Regions from separate parts of the Mus musculus genome. Here all the other regions are linked to region 4. A link is a contact called in public ChIA-PET, Hi-C, HiCAR-type and promoter capture Hi-C data. All regions are on one chromosome and are shown on one strand. The core of a region is the stretch at or near the end of the contact, and the rest is flanking DNA. Distances in the headings are between cores, read along the strand shown.

Evidence for each region. Promoter capture Hi-C pulls out the DNA fragments that hold promoters and counts their contacts. A called contact is a pair of places that touch in the nucleus more often than the background predicts. ChIA-PET counts read pairs in DNA pulled down with a chosen protein or histone mark. HiCAR-type assays count read pairs that join an accessible place to other places.
Region 1: a HiCAR-type map of astrocytes shows a contact between it and region 4, with 2.3 times the contacts expected there. The contact joins the promoter of Abcb1b here to the promoter of Sri in region 4. A contact is called at or near these places in 8 of 39 promoter capture datasets (the 3T3-L1 cell line, 3T3-L1-derived adipocytes, embryonic stem cells and 4 more) and 2 of 115 datasets of contacts at active chromatin or transcription factors (astrocytes and embryonic stem cells).
Region 2: a contact with region 4 is called in a Hi-C map of pre-B cells, with 5 times the contacts expected there. The contact joins the promoter of Rundc3b here to the promoter of Sri in region 4. A contact is called at or near these places in 2 of 39 promoter capture datasets (embryonic stem cells and pre-B cells), 1 of 484 Hi-C or Micro-C datasets (pre-B cells) and 2 of 115 datasets of contacts at active chromatin or transcription factors (astrocytes and pancreatic cancer cells).
Region 3: a promoter capture Hi-C map of pre-B cells shows a contact between it and region 4, with 2.0 times the contacts expected there. The contact joins the promoter of Abcb4 here to the promoter of Sri in region 4. A contact is called at or near these places in 1 of 39 promoter capture datasets (pre-B cells) and 1 of 115 datasets of contacts at active chromatin or transcription factors (astrocytes).
Region 5: a contact with region 4 is called in an RNA polymerase II ChIA-PET map of memory CD8 T cells, with 6 read pairs. The contact joins the enhancer-like site here to the promoter of Sri in region 4. A contact is called at or near these places in 3 of 39 promoter capture datasets (embryonic stem cells, pre-B cells and stem cell-derived epiblast-like cells) and 3 of 115 datasets of contacts at active chromatin or transcription factors (bone marrow-derived dendritic cells, memory CD8 T cells and regulatory T cell precursor).

Annotation. Positions count from the first base shown.
Region 1 is chr5:8,796,893-8,799,592 of GRCm38.p6, forward strand. It overlaps Abcb1b (ATP-binding cassette, sub-family B (MDR/TAP), member 1B), which reads left to right and starts at 1,255. Exons shown (of 28, transcript NM_011075.2): 1 at 1,255-1,397; 2 at 1,844-1,914. The coding sequence starts at 1,850. It overlaps Gm5106 (predicted gene 5106), which reads right to left and starts at 1,631. Exons shown (of 3, transcript NR_152133.1): 1 at 1,052-1,631.
Region 2 is chr5:8,621,583-8,624,468 of GRCm38.p6, forward strand. Rundc3b (RUN domain containing 3B) reads right to left here and starts at 1,370. Exons shown (of 11, transcript NM_001347311.1): 1 at 906-1,370. The coding sequence starts at 1,030. All of the region lies in intron 2 of Abcb1a (ATP-binding cassette, sub-family B (MDR/TAP), member 1A), which reads left to right.
Region 3 is chr5:8,892,128-8,894,994 of GRCm38.p6, forward strand. Abcb4 (ATP-binding cassette, sub-family B (MDR/TAP), member 4) reads left to right here and starts at 1,594. Exons shown (of 28, transcript NM_008830.2): 1 at 1,594-1,780; 2 at 1,961-2,037. The coding sequence starts at 1,967.
Region 4 is chr5:8,055,244-8,057,943 of GRCm38.p6, forward strand. Sri (sorcin) reads left to right here and starts at 1,299. Exons shown (of 8, transcript NM_001080974.2): 1 at 1,299-1,396; 2 at 2,295-2,378. The coding sequence starts at 1,346. It also overlaps the pseudogene Gm15730.
Region 5 is chr5:9,014,360-9,017,209 of GRCm38.p6, forward strand. No RefSeq gene overlaps it. Among named protein-coding and RNA genes, the nearest start is that of Crot, 19 kb to the left of the region's middle. Within about 2 kb of position 1,257, at least 45 of the 459 cell types and tissues checked have an H3K27ac peak or open chromatin away from gene starts, as enhancers often do. A contact at or near this core is called in memory CD8 T cells, pre-B cells and regulatory T cell precursor, where this site is marked.

The sequences.
Region 1 (2,700 bases), core at 5-2,504, 740 kb after region 4:
CCTTGCTCCTGTCATTACTGTTGGTAACACAAGTGACAACTCCTTAAAGTGCTATATTTAACAGTTCTGCTGAAGGAGCTCGCTCCCCACAGATTTTAAGGGTGAACTGCAAGTCCCACGCATGTTGAGATGAGAAGGGGTGCCGGGGTTAAAAGGAAGCTGAAGAGCGGAAGAACCTGCAGGCCTGGGAGCTAGTAACAGGGCTCGTAGTCAGACATGAGGTAACCACACTAACAGCCAGGGAAAAGATGGTCTGGGCCCTAGGATGACAAACTGCTCTGTCCTCACCCTGAAGCCCCCGAGGAGCAGGTAAGGCACAGATCTCCTTTCGTGGTGTGTCCTTACCTTAATAAAGCCAATTTTAAAGACCAAGTAAAATCTCCATCTTGTTCAAGAAGGAGACCCCAGCTCACCCCATAGACAATGAGTTAAATAAAAACAAAGGTGGCTACTTCTTGCTATCTGTGGAAACAGACATCTTGGTAGAAGAAACAGGAGTCTCCACCCAGGTGGTCAGTGCTTCAATGTCATTGAGACAAGGAACTCTGTCTATCTCAGGTTGACATTTCTCAGCCACTGAGTTGCCAGCAAGTTAGGTCACAGTCAGTTACAAGTAGACAGAAAAAGACCTGCTACACGCAAATATCTGCATCAGTCAGAATTCCAGAACATCTAAGAACTTGATATGCCCTGGGAAAAAACACAGATATTGATTCCAGAGTTAGAAGTTGAAAATACTATGTACTTTGAAATATCATTTCTACCTTGAAATTGTATAGGACTATCATCCAAGCCAAGACCATATATATATATATATATATATATATATATATATATATATATATATATATTTCACAGAAAAATTTCTACCAGCCTAGAAAGCAATGCTGTCAGAAAAAAAAAAAAAACTTTACAGAATAAGCAAGGTCCCTGGTTGCTTTATTAATTATATTAGATTAGCTATGTCAGGGAAAGTGTCTTTTTAAGTATGACTCATCAGAGAACCAACTGTGTACTATCCAGGTATATACACTTCTGTATGGACACTTACCTGAACACGTAAAGACAAGTCTATGTAAATGTCTGAGGGAACCAGCGCCCTTCTCAAAAAAATCAGGGTAAGCCTGGAAGTATCTCCTGTTTCGCAACCGCTCCAGCTGCCCATGCCCAATCCCACCCACCAGGCTGATTGGCTGCCGGGCCTTAGGGCGGCCGCTGGCATCTATTTTAATCCGGGGCCCGAGGAAGCCCTCTGGCTCCTTCCCGCAGTGGCTCTTGAAGCCGTAAGAGGCTGAGGCCGCTGCTTCCATCTTCTGAGGTTCCGCTCAACTCAGAGCTACTTCCAAATTCTACATCTTGGCTGACTTTGCGAAGGAAACCCGGAGGTGGCACGTGAGGTAGGCAGTTCTCGGAAGAGTGCGGTGCTCCGGATGCCTGAGTCCGGTCCGGGTGGTAGCGTCCTCTTGAGTCTGTGGGGACCAAGTGGCGACAGCCACAAGTCGCTCCAAGAGCACCCGCAGCAGCAGCCTTCAGGACGGTGTTTTCCGCGCCAGCCCTGTGCTGTGGATCTCGCTGCCCAGCTCGCAGCCGCGGGCTGGTGGAGGAGCGCGCCAGGGCGGAAGGGACCCAGCAGGGCGGGGTGGCGGGACCCAGAGCCGAGCACCCGGTCCACGCGGGTGACACAGCTTCCCGGGATTCCCCGGGGTGAGTTACCCCCAGGCCCGGCCCCAGGAGCATCAGGGCGGGGCTCCTCCTCCTCTCTTGGCTCCGTGGGGCAGTGAGCTCTGCCTAGGTTCTGGTCCCCGCGGCCACGTGTTTGGCTAATGAACTGGTTTCTCCTCAGGTGGTGATGGAGTTTGAAGAGAACCTTAAGGGAAGAGCAGACAAGAACTTCTCGAAGATGGGCAAAAAGAGGTAGCCAAATTATTTCACGTTCGTGCTTGTACATTCTGGCCAATTTGTAGCCTCCGGCACTGTTTTAAATGATTAGTGGGCGTGGGCGTTATTTCAGCCCTTGGAAGGAACTCCTCTGCTTGGAGCAGTCCTTCAGATGTGTGTGACAGATGGATGCTTCTGTGAATTCAGCCTCTACTCACATCTTTTTAGTTTTATGACCTCGGCTTTTTTGAGCGCTGTTGATCGCTCATGCCTTGAGCCTTATGCTGCTTGGGTGCTCACTGTGGCCCATTATCTTCTGATAAACACGTATACAAACACAGAATGTGGCATAACAGGTGAAACAGAACAATACAGTTATATGGTTTAAGGTTGCTTACCTATACTTAAATTAGAAAAATTGAAACTGTAATTGCTAAGAGAAAATAGTTACTCTCAATATATTTTTATCATAGTGGACTGCGTGTCGCCAGTAATTAAAAACTTACCTCAGTGGGTTCATTATATATAGAAAATTGTAAACTAAGATAATAGGAATTAGTAGCTATATTAATAGTATTCGGAAACAAGATTTCAGTATAAAGAGGGAAAGTACAAAGTGAAAGTAAACTTTACATTTAATAATGTGAAATTAGAATAAGAAACATCAGTATGATTTTTTTCAGTCACTCATTTTTAGTCCACTGAAAAGGGTAGTACAGAAAGACACTCTTGAAGTTTTCTAGTAAAGAAAGGTACACGGCATAGAACAGTTAACTTCAGCCAGACCTATTGCAGAGAAAATACAAAGTGAGCCTGGAGTTT
Region 2 (2,886 bases), core at 120-2,619, 570 kb after region 4:
TAGTCTATATTACTTTACCACTTACAATGCAAACTGTGAGCAAAGCTCTTCCTGAAAGATGAGCATTCATTAGAATCCAACTTTTTAAAAGTTGCTTAAATACTGAATGTCATTCCTACTACAGATATCTGCAATCTGCTTAAGATGCTAGCCACGATTTTACATAAGGAAAAAAAAAAATAGACATAAGCCAGAGAGGCAGGAAAGGTTTCATCATTTACCTGATAACAAGAGAATTATCAGTAGTTGATGATTAACCAGTATGATGGAACAAAATCATTTTTAACAGAGCGTATTGGCTCTGAGTAGTTACTAAGAGATGGATGCCTAGAATATTATAAGACTTAAAGAAAATTTATCAGCTTGTTCAAAATCAGTTTTTTTCTGAATTCTTGATTTATAGATAGTGATGATCTATTTCTATAATTCCTGGAGGAAGGGCTACATTTACAACCAGGAAGCACTTAAATAAATGCCCAAAAGGACTGACCAGGAGTCTTCCACAATTGCACAAGCACTGTAGTTGACAAGACTTAGATACCCAATACAGATAAGGGCCGAGGGAGAGGAGTGAAAATGCGTACGCCAACAAGCGACAGCAAGAGAACGCACAGGGATTTGGGGACATCTCAGTAACTACTACAGCAGCTGGATGCTGCTCTTCCTCCGCCCTCTTCTCCTCAGACGCAAGCTGGCCGGTTCCAAACGGTTCCTCCCCGGCTCCGCCCCGGCCCTCCCCGGGCAGCCTCCAAGCGAGGACCCTGAGACGCGAGGGCTAGCCCACGGCCTCGCGGGGAGAGGCTCCCGCCCCTCTGCAGGGCCCCGCTGGCCCGCGGACACGCGCGGCACGGGCCGCAGCGCCGAGCCCCAGCACCTCCCTCAGCCCGGCGCCCGCAGCCCCGCACCTGCACACGGTGATCAGGTTCCTCCTCTCCACCGCAGCGTTGCGGGCGCTCAGGCTCTTCTTGCCGCCGCCGCCGCCGCCGCCGCCGCGGCTCCCGCTCAGGCCCCCCAGGCTCCGGGAGGCCATGGCGGGCTCACCTCCGCGCCCCCTTTGTCTCCAGCGGTCCCGCAAGCCTCGCACACCTGTGTCCCCCGGCCTTCTCTCAACGATGGCAGCCCGCCGGGCGGGAGAGAGGCGAGGAAGGAGGCGCGGAGTAGGCAGGGTGTGGAAGGCAGTCAGTCGGGCACCGGTACCCAGGCTCCACGCGCGCGTGCACACACACTCACACACGCTCTCTCACACATACACACGCGCTCACTCACACGCACGCACGAGCCACCTCCACCCTCGCTCGCGCGCGCGCGCGCCGCCGCCGCCGTCCACGAGAGAAGCGCGCGCGGGCGGGCGGGCGGGAGGGCGGGCTCCGAGTCTCCAGGGACGCCGCACCAGCGCCCGGGCGAGCCTGTCACCCCGCAGGCCTAACCGCACGTCATTCTTCCAGCAGGGCGGAGCCGCTGAGGTGAAGCCCCCCTCCCCACGCCTGTCTCACTCAGCCCCCGCCCCCTGCACCTATGGGAACAAGGCCGCTACGGAGAGAGCCAATGACGAGAGGTGGGGGCGGGACCCGCCCCAGGAGCTTTTAAAGAGGCTCGCTTAAGCCCCGCCCTGGCGCGTGGGCCTCTGTCAGAACGCGGGTCGGCTCGTGCAGCACCTTGGTGAGCCCGGCGAGGCAGCCTTGGCTTGGAAAGCCGGCTTTGCTGTGCCTACTCCACGGTGACTGTGGTCCATAGTCACCCTGACAAGGCTAAGTTCATGGCAGATTCCTGGTCCTGAGGCTTCAGTAGCCTCAGCAGGAGAATGCCATAGTTGGGTGGGGTGGGAAGTGGGGGTTACCTAGAATAGAAGAAGAGTTCCATTTGTCCCAAACGCCCCCTTTGAACCTGACAAACAACGACACAGTGGCATCAGGGAGTGCGCCCATGGCATTTCTCTTCCCGTGAATCTGGTCAGAATTCACCTCATCTTACTCAGTGTCCAGCACAGCCTTGAAACCACATTGACCATAGAAAAACGAGTGTAGTGGGGATGTCCAGTCTTGGGTTCTGTGCAGTGAGATCTGAACTGAATTGCAGCTCGTGAGCCATGGAGGAGGTTTGTCAAGGGCAGAGGGAAATCCTGCCTTGGAGTCCCAATAAGCCCCTTGGGAGGACCACTTTGTAGTCTCTACTTCTCTGGCTTTACCTCTGGCTTTACCTATGGGAGGCTACGGGCTTGAGACCCTGACCTCTGACATTCACCTCAGACTGCCTGTAAGTATGTCCAGACTTCAGGTTTTGTTTGTTTGTTTGTTTGTTTTTAAATTTTGAAAATCTAAAATCAGGACAAAGTCTCACCTCTACCTCTTAAATATAATTATGTTAAAATAAAAATTAATTATTAAGAAAATTTCTACAAGGGAGCTAAAACCATCCAGTGGAAAAAAAGACAGCATTTTCAACAAATGGTGCTGGCACAACTGGAGGTTATCATGTAGAAGAATGCAAATTGATCCATTCCTATCTCCTTGTACTAAGGTCAAGTCTAAGTGGATCAAGGAACTCCACATAAAACCAGAGACACTGAAACTTATAGAGGAGAAAGTGAGGGAAAGCCTCAAAGATATGCACAGGGGGAAAATTCCTGAATAGAAGAGCAATGGCTTGTGCTGTAAGATCAAGAATTGACAAATGGGACCTCATAAAATTGCAAAGCTTCTGTAAGGCAAAAGACACTGCCAATAAGACAAAAAGGCCACCAAAAGATTGGGAAAGGATCTTTACCTATCCTAAATCAGATAGGGGACTAATATTCAATATATATAAAAAACTCAAGAAGGTGGACTCCAGAAAATCAAATAACCCCATTAAAAAATGGGGCTCAGAGCTAAACAAAGAATTCTCACC
Region 3 (2,867 bases), core at 344-2,843, 840 kb after region 4:
GATGCCCAGGACACTCAGCTGGATGTATCTGCACGCTCTTCCCTACTCTCCCGCCCATCTCTTCTAAGCTTTTAACCATGACAGTAGTTGTCATTTAGTAAGTGTGGAGGACACTTTATACTCATTGTTTCCAACCTTACTAGATCCCCTATTTTAATGGATGTTGAGACTGAATTGAGATTTAAATAACCCATCCAAAGCCAGAGCACCGGTAAACGGCAGAGCAGAGCTGCCTTCAGGGTCTGTGTGACAACTCTTCTACTCTTCATACTTTAAGGTTGTCTGGAAAGCAGTTAGACAGCTATTGTGCAAATGCCACACAGAACAAGGCTCAGCCGCAAATTCAGCCACTGGACTAGGAGAAAAGCAAGCCACATATTATACAGGTGCTATGTTTTAAAAGCAACACTAAGTACTTTCACAGTAACCTAATAAGGAAGACAGACTCTTAAGAAACTGAAGCCCAGAGAAATAAGCAGTGCCCACAGCCACACACTGACCTGTGAAGCTCTTAAGTATGAAACTTGCTTGCTTGAAGCTCAGAAGGTGTCGCTTTATTATCTGATTTAGCGCCTTCGTTTTGGGAAGAGTGGAGAAATCGATGAGAACTCACAAGGAAGCCATATTCACATAGGCCCTAAGAGTAAGACGATTTGGCATGGAGGGATTAGAGTAGGAAATCAGAACAGCCACAGTCAATAGGCTTTGCATCGGTGCCAGTCTGAAAGATGCAGCGTTGGGAATGGAGATGTTACTTAGCTTCTCTGAACACCGATGTCTTCACTTTTGTGAAAACCAAACCAAAAGTACGTGCTTTTTTCTCTCATTTTATTTATTTTCTGCACGTGGTTTGATGTATAGGAGTGCACATGTTCCATGATGCATGTATGAAAATCAGAGAACAATTTGAGAGACCATTGTCTCCTTCCACTATGTCTGTAGCAGAGATCAAATTCAAATTGTGAAGCTTGGAAGCTAGCTGCCTTGTCTGGTCTCAGTGGGAGAGGATTCACCTATTCCTGCAGAGACTTGACAAGACAGGGTAAGGGGGATTGGGGAAGAGACTGTGTGAGGCGGGTACCGAGAGAGGGGGCAGAGATCAGGATGTAAAATGAATAATATTTTTTAAGTGTGTGCTTTTAATAGGGGAATCCTTTTCAGCCCCCAAGTTCTGTGTCTCTATGTGCCCTCCCCCGTGTGGGACACCAGCGATATTCCTCATCTCCAAGGAGTTTAAGCTGACGATTCTGGGCTGGACCTGCTTAATCTTCAGCATCTGGGGTGTTAGTTGCAATTTGGTGCCATATAGACTCGAGCCGAGGATGCATAAGTGGCGACCTCGCTACTTAACTTCCTATTGGGATCTCAGAGCGCCTGGTTGTTGAACTGGTGGAAATTACTTCCCCAGTGTGTTCTAAAAGAAAACTCAGCATGGGGGAGGTGTGGCAGTCACTTTTAGGGGCCCGTAGCCTGCCAGAGGAGGCATCGAGCAGGCTTATCGGCTGCAGCTGGTGCTGCGTTGCGGGCTGCTGGCAGCTCGCCCGGGTGGGCGGCCGCGGAGACGCGCGCCCCTGGCGGCGAGGGCGACACGCTGGTGGCGCTGGGGCCTGCAGAGCCTGCGGGGCTTGCGGGAGCTCTCCTGCGGGCCCGGGCCCTCGCCCCCGCCGCAGCGGGAGGCGTCGCCGGCGCCGGGTGCGTGTGGGAGGCGGGGACGAGCCGCGGCGAGCAAAGTCCAGGTCTGCGCGCCACCCGCTGCGGCCAACACGCGCGTGAAGTTCAGGTGAGGGAGGACGCGGCGGGAGAAAGGGACCGAGGGAAGGCAGTTGCGGTGGGACCTGCCGGGGAGCGGCTGCCACCAGTGCCCCCGGCTCTGCGCCGGCTCTGCGCGGAGCCTGGAGGTCCCCCTCTCCAGGCAGCTGAGCCGGGTGCACTTGGACCTGAGGCTGTGGTTTCTCCCCAGGCTGAGATGGATCTTGAGGCAGCGAGAAACGGAACAGCACGGCGCCTGGACGGCGACTTTGAACTAGGCAGCATCAGGTATACAGGACCGCAGAGTCACTGGCTTTTCCGTTATAGCGGAGTCCTGAAAAGAAGTTGTGAGAACCGGTTGATGCCTCCGGCCTTTGGGATGAAGTCTTTAAGTGTTCTTGAGGACTGTCTCCCAGGCTCCTTTTGGAACAGGTTCAGAGAGAAGAGGCTGTCTTCAAAAGCGCCCCCCTCCCCTGGACACGGGTGATTTGATGAATATTGGCGTTGTGTAACATTCACTGTATTTTTATAAAGTAAACGTTTCACTCTTTTTAGCCATCATCTGGCTACTCGAGTTGGTAGAACTTCAGACACCTGCTATTGATGGCTGTACTTCTGAACAAGGGTAGCGAAGCAAGGCCCCCCTCTTCCTGTGTTTCTCTTCTTTGCCTCGTCTTCCCCTTCTCCCATCTGTAGACTGTTTGCCCTATTTCTCCTCTCTAGGGGGTGACATGGAGAACAACCTCATTCTTCACTAACTTCTGCTTCGAAATCAGTTTTTTTCCCCCAGTTGCAAGAGGGTGAACCTCGACGCTTCCCCTGCCAGTGGGTCTGTCTTTCTCCCTGACTCTCGTTCTCCCCCAGCCACAGTGAAGCACACATACGGCTTTCTGTCAGGCAGAAGGGCCTAGGCAAGTGTGTGCGTGTTTCCTCTTTCGCTGTGGGGACAGTGAATCATTTTTACCCTCAGCTTCAAATAGTTTATGAGGCTATTACAGTCTCTGAGTTCATGCTAGGCCACCCGGAACAAACTGACATGTGTCATGAAGTTGTCTTCTAGAGGGAGAAAATTTATCAGCTTCTGTAGTTGGTTCTCAAGCTGCAAGGGGCCTGATTAG
Region 4 (2,700 bases), core at 49-2,548:
CGCCCTTACAGCCATGCCCTGGTGGCTGGAATTGACCGCTATCCCCAAAAAGTGACAGCTGCCATGGGCAAGAAGAAAATCGCCAAGCGATCCAAGATCAAGTCCTTTGTGAAAGTTTATAACTACAACCACCTCATGCCCACAAGGTACTCTGTGGATATCCCCTTGAACAAGACTGTTGTCAACAAGGATGTGTTCAGGGACCCAGCTTTGAAACAAACGCAAGGTCAGGCGGGAGGCCAAGGTCAAGTTTGAGGAGCGATACAAGACAGGGATGAACAAATGGTTTTTCCAGAAGCTTCGCTTTTAGGTATATTTTTGTTTCGTCATTAAAAATAAAAATAAATTAATAATAACAACAACAACAATAATAATAATAACAATAAAGCAGGCAACCGTTGGTGACTCTCATCTGGGGCTGAGGCCATGAGAGGCTACCCTGAGAACCTGGATCTCAAAAGGAAAGAGTAAGAGCAAACAGTCAAAAGCAAACAAACAAAACATCGACCAACCAACACTGTTCAGTCCTTAACAGTCCGGAGCCAGCAAACAATTACCTCTTGTTGCAATTGCACCAAAAAACAAAAAAGAAGCCGTGAAACATCTGAACAACCCACGTGAGTTTCACATCCTTTCCAGGAAGCTTCACCACTGGGGTTGTTTCTATTCGAATCATCCAGAAAATTAAACAATTCACTTTCCTATGAATGACCTGGGTGAGGCTGTCCTGCCTAGAAACTGCCCTCTTCTACCCCACCCCACACACCCACGCCTAGCAATCGCACCTGAGCTACACTCAGCTTAAACGGTTGGCAAAGAAACAGGCCACCCTCAGTCAAAGCTAAAAGCCCACTTGCATGGTTCAGAAGTTTTCATCAGGTTTTCAAAGTTTTTTTTTTCCTATTTTGTAAAGTGTCTCCTTCGCCCACTGGAATTGTTCTCCCCTTCCCTACAGTTGTGCATAGCGTTCTTATCCCGTCCTCTCTACCCAACAACCCGGTGTAAATAGTAAATGTTCTACAAAATAGCACAGTAGGAAGAAGGGGGGAAAAAACCCTCCCCTAGCTGTGCGTGGATGTCGGAATGTGCCACTAGGTCGAGAGGGAGAATGGGTCCTGATATAAACTCGTCTGGGGTCCTGGGTCATCGCCCGAGTGTGGGTCGCAGACGGCGCTGACACAGCACAGAGGCAGCAGGGAACGGGCGGCACTCGGGATGCCGCGGGGCGATCGGGGTGGGTGGCGGCGAGCGGCGGCCCCCGCGGGGCGGCGTGGTGCGCTCCGGGGCGGCTCTGGGCCGGACGGGCGGAGCAGCAGACAGGCAGGGCGGAGGCGCAGTCTGCACCATGGCGTATCCCGGGCACCCTGGCGCGGGCGGAGGGTACTACCCAGGCGGGGTAAGTGCAGCGGACGAGGGCACAGCAGCCTCTGGTCTCCCGAGACTGGAAGGCGCCACGGACGAGCGGGAGGAGGCGTCGCGGGCGGTCCCAGATGCTCCCTGCGAGCTCGCCTGGACCCTGATGTCCAGCCTTGGCTCCATTTTTCTTCCCCATCTCTTCCAAGGGCCTTTCCAGGGCCCACCGGTGGGTGGGCTGCGACCCAGGAAGCCCATTCTGTAACTCGGATATGTGGCGTGAGATAGTGCAAGTTGGTGTTGACTTCCTGCTCTCTCGGAATGTCCCCAAAGCAACAACAGCCATCTTGATCTAGAATGGTTCTGTGGTCACTCCCTTGAAAAGAAAGTGACAGGGAGACCAGAAAGTCTGGAGAAATGAGCTGAAGTCCTAGAGGAAGACCACTTAGGCAGATGTGGGAGGTGTACTGTCAGAGACAGAGGGACCCTCATTTTAGATATAACCGGGCCGGCCATCCCTGTTCTTCCCAAGCCACACCTGTCAGCCCTGTACTAACTCCAGCCTTACTTAGTACTTCAAGTACTTCAAAAACACCGCAAAGGCTGTAAAAACCAACAGGAAAACAGTCCTAAGCCTAGCCACCAGGTTGCTTCCGGTGCACTGACCTCTGTAAGCTGGTTAATAGGGATTTTTAAAGTGGGTCTGCGTTTAGTGGCCATCACTCTCATGAAACTTGTTTTGGACCAAGTCTCCAGCTTTTAGATGTCAGGAGCAGGAGTGGACAAGCCTGGTGGGTCACTGAGCTGAGTCAAGGTGGTGGGGAAGATAGAGACTGTGAAGGTCGCACAGGCGTCAATTGTACAAAAGCCTTGGATGGTTAAGATAAATTCAATTCTCTCTGATGCCTTTACCTTTTTTTTTTTTCTTTTCTTTTTCACAGTATGGTGGGGCTCCCGGAGGGCCTGCGTTCCCTGGACAAACTCAGGATCCGCTATATGGTTACTTTGCTGCTGTGGCTGGACAGGTTAGCCTTTCCTTCAATACTGAAGAATTGTTATGTTCTGTTTGTGTTAGCATTTAGTGCAGTGGCACAAAAACAGTCTTTGCTCTGGAAATGAGTCCCTTTGCCTGAAAGAAGGTAAAAGGAAAGGAAGACTAAAACAGTCTTTATTTTAGATCTGGACAAATTTGGACAGAGTATTGCCTGTATCAATAATAGATCAGTTCAAAGCTTGTGATTGGACTGGGATTAGACTGACCCAAAGGGGGAATATAAATATACTTTGAAGATCTACAAAGTGTATACCTCCTCACTTGTATTGTCAGGATAGAACAAGGGCTGCTTA
Region 5 (2,850 bases), core at 7-2,506, 960 kb after region 4:
CTGTTGTTCATCACCAAGGAAGTCAGGACTGGAACTCAAGCAGGTCAGAAAGCAGGAGCTGATGCAGAAGCCATGGAGGGATGTTCTTTACTGGATTGCTTCTCCTGGCTTGTTCAGCCTGCTCTCTTATAGAACCAAGACTGCCAGTCCAGAGATGGCACCACCCACAAGGGGCCCTTCCCCCTTGATCACTAATTGAGAAAATGCCTTACAGTTGTATCTCATGGAGGCATTTCCCCAACTGAAGGTCCTTTCTCTGTGATAACTCCAGCTGTGTCAAGTTGACACAAAACTAGCCAGTACAGGAATATATGTTCAACAACTAATTCTAAAAGAGGCTATAAATTTGAAAGAGATCAGGGAGAGGTATGTGGGAAAGTTTGGAGGGAAGGAAGAAAAGGGGGAATAATATAATAATTATCTCAGAGAAATATTTATATGTAAAGCTGAAAATGCAACCTTCCTCATTTCAAAAGTAAGACGTGCAAAACTCAAGAAGAGTTTACATTTTCTGCTCTACTGATAGGATGTAGAGTACAGATTTACTGCCTGTCATCTCTGTCTGTTGTGCTTACTGCTTCTCGTGCATTTGGCAACAGGAAGCTACTGTGGATTTATAGGCCAACAAGTGGTTTGGAAGCTTCAGCAGTGAGCAGGGTTGTGGTGGCTCATACCTGTGATACCAGCACACAAGAGGCTGAGACAGGAAGCTTTGAATTTGAGGCGATCCTAGGCTATAAAGTGAGACCTTATCTTAGGAAAGAAGAGAAGAGAAGAGAAGAGAAGAGAAGAGAAGAGAAGAGGAGAGGAGAGGAGAGGAGAGGAGAGGAGAGGAGAGGAGAGGAGAGGAGAGGAGAGGAGAGGAGAGGAGAGGAGAGAAGAGGAGAGAAGAGGAGAGAAGAGGAGAGAAGAGGAAACGAGAAAGAAAAGGAAAGCAATGTGTTGTTTCCCCCCCCCTCAATGGTTATGACAAACACCCAATAAAAATAAAAGGAAAAAAATAATTACTTTAGGTCATGGTTTCAGTACATAGTCATCTGTCTTTGTTCCTGGGACACATAGTAGCCGGTTGTCAAAGCAGAAAAACATGGCAGCAGGAAGCAAAGAGGTTAACACAAAAGGGTAGGAGGAAATGTATCTGCAGATTCACACCTCCAGTGACCTAGTTCTTTCAGTAGATCCTACAACCTAGAGTTTCCTTCCCCCAGCTCCCAGAATAGCCTCTAGCTGAGGAAGGAAGTGCTCAACACAGGAACCTACAGGCGGCAGCTCACACTCAAGCTATTGACAGCTTCAGAGAGACAGAACCACAGAAGAGTCTCAGCGTGTCCAATCAAGAAGACACTCATTCATCTCTAAGAGAGGGCCATCCACTAGCTAGAAAATATTCTCCACTGTCTGCAACAGTATTATTCTGGCTTTCTGCATCACAAAACACAAGAAAACAACACACAAGCTCTGCTTTTATGGTTGAGGTGTCCGGAATGTTTCTACCTAAATTCCATTAGTGTTCTTTGAACCTTGCCATCTGACTTGGAAGGCAGCTGGTCTCTACTTCTTGATTACTTCATGTTCAGAAACCATACTCTAGATATTTAAAATGTGGACTTACGCAATGATAAATAAAAATTGTTCTTCAGAGCAATCACTCTGTGACAGATTAGAGGGAATCAGATATCCCTAAAGTGGACAGGAATTAGGTAGTTACATAGGGGTTAAAAATGTTTTTGTTTGTTTGGTTTTGGGTTTTGTTTTGTTTTTTGTTTTTTGTTTTTTTTTTTTTTTGAGACAGGGTTTCTGTGTATAGCCCTGGAACTCACTCTGTAGAACAGGCTGGCCTTAAACTCAGAAATCTGCCTCTGCCTCCCAAGTGCTGGGATTAAAGGCATGTGCCAGAATATTAATTCATGATAGGATCCTATAATCACTCTTTGACATTTTTTATCTCTTGCTCCCTCGGTCTCTTTCTTTAAAAGAAAAATTTATCAATAATATGTGTCTAGAATTTATCCATTTCTTTTAGATTTTCCAGTGTTTTTAAAAGTGCAAACATTTGCCGGGCATGGTGGCACACGCCTTTAATCCCAGCACTCGGGAGGCAGAGGCAGGCGGATTTCTGAGTTCGAGGCCAGCCTGGTCTACAGCCAGGGCTACACAAGAAACCCTGTCTTGAAACCCAAAAAAAAAAAAAAAAAAAAAAAAGTGCAAACATTTAGAGTGTTCCCTAACCTAGATCCTCTGCATTTTCTTGGTAACTGTTGTTCCCTGTCGCTTTTAATTCTAAATTTATTAATGTGGGTCTTCTCTTTACTTTAATTATGTTTTCAGAGAACCAACTATTTCAATGTTTGGTTGAATCTGTGTGTTGTTCCTTTAGTTTCCTCTTTATTAGTGTCTGCTGATCTCTATTATTACTTACTGTCTATTACTTCCAGACTCAGTTTGTTTTTATTTTTCTAAGACTGGAGTTGTACAGCTCAGGCACTTATAAGTCTCTCTGACTTCTATATCTACAGGTTCAGATCCATATGCATTCCTCTTAGAACCATCTCAGTTGTATCCAGAGGTCTCCAATGTGCTTAATGAATGGTTTCCTTACATAGCCATCTTCCCAGTGCAGAGAATGGCTTATTCTATAACACTGATACATTTCAGGAAAATAAAAAACACTGAAAGATGCCTTTACCCATATTTGGAAAGCAGGTTTATGAATGAGTTATGGTTTCTTTAGGGTGTTTGTTTGTTTGTGTGTTTTTTTGGTTTTTTAAAAAAGATTTATTTATTTATTTATTTTTATGTATATACGTACACTGTAGCTGTACAGATGGTTGTGAGCCTTCATGTGGTTGT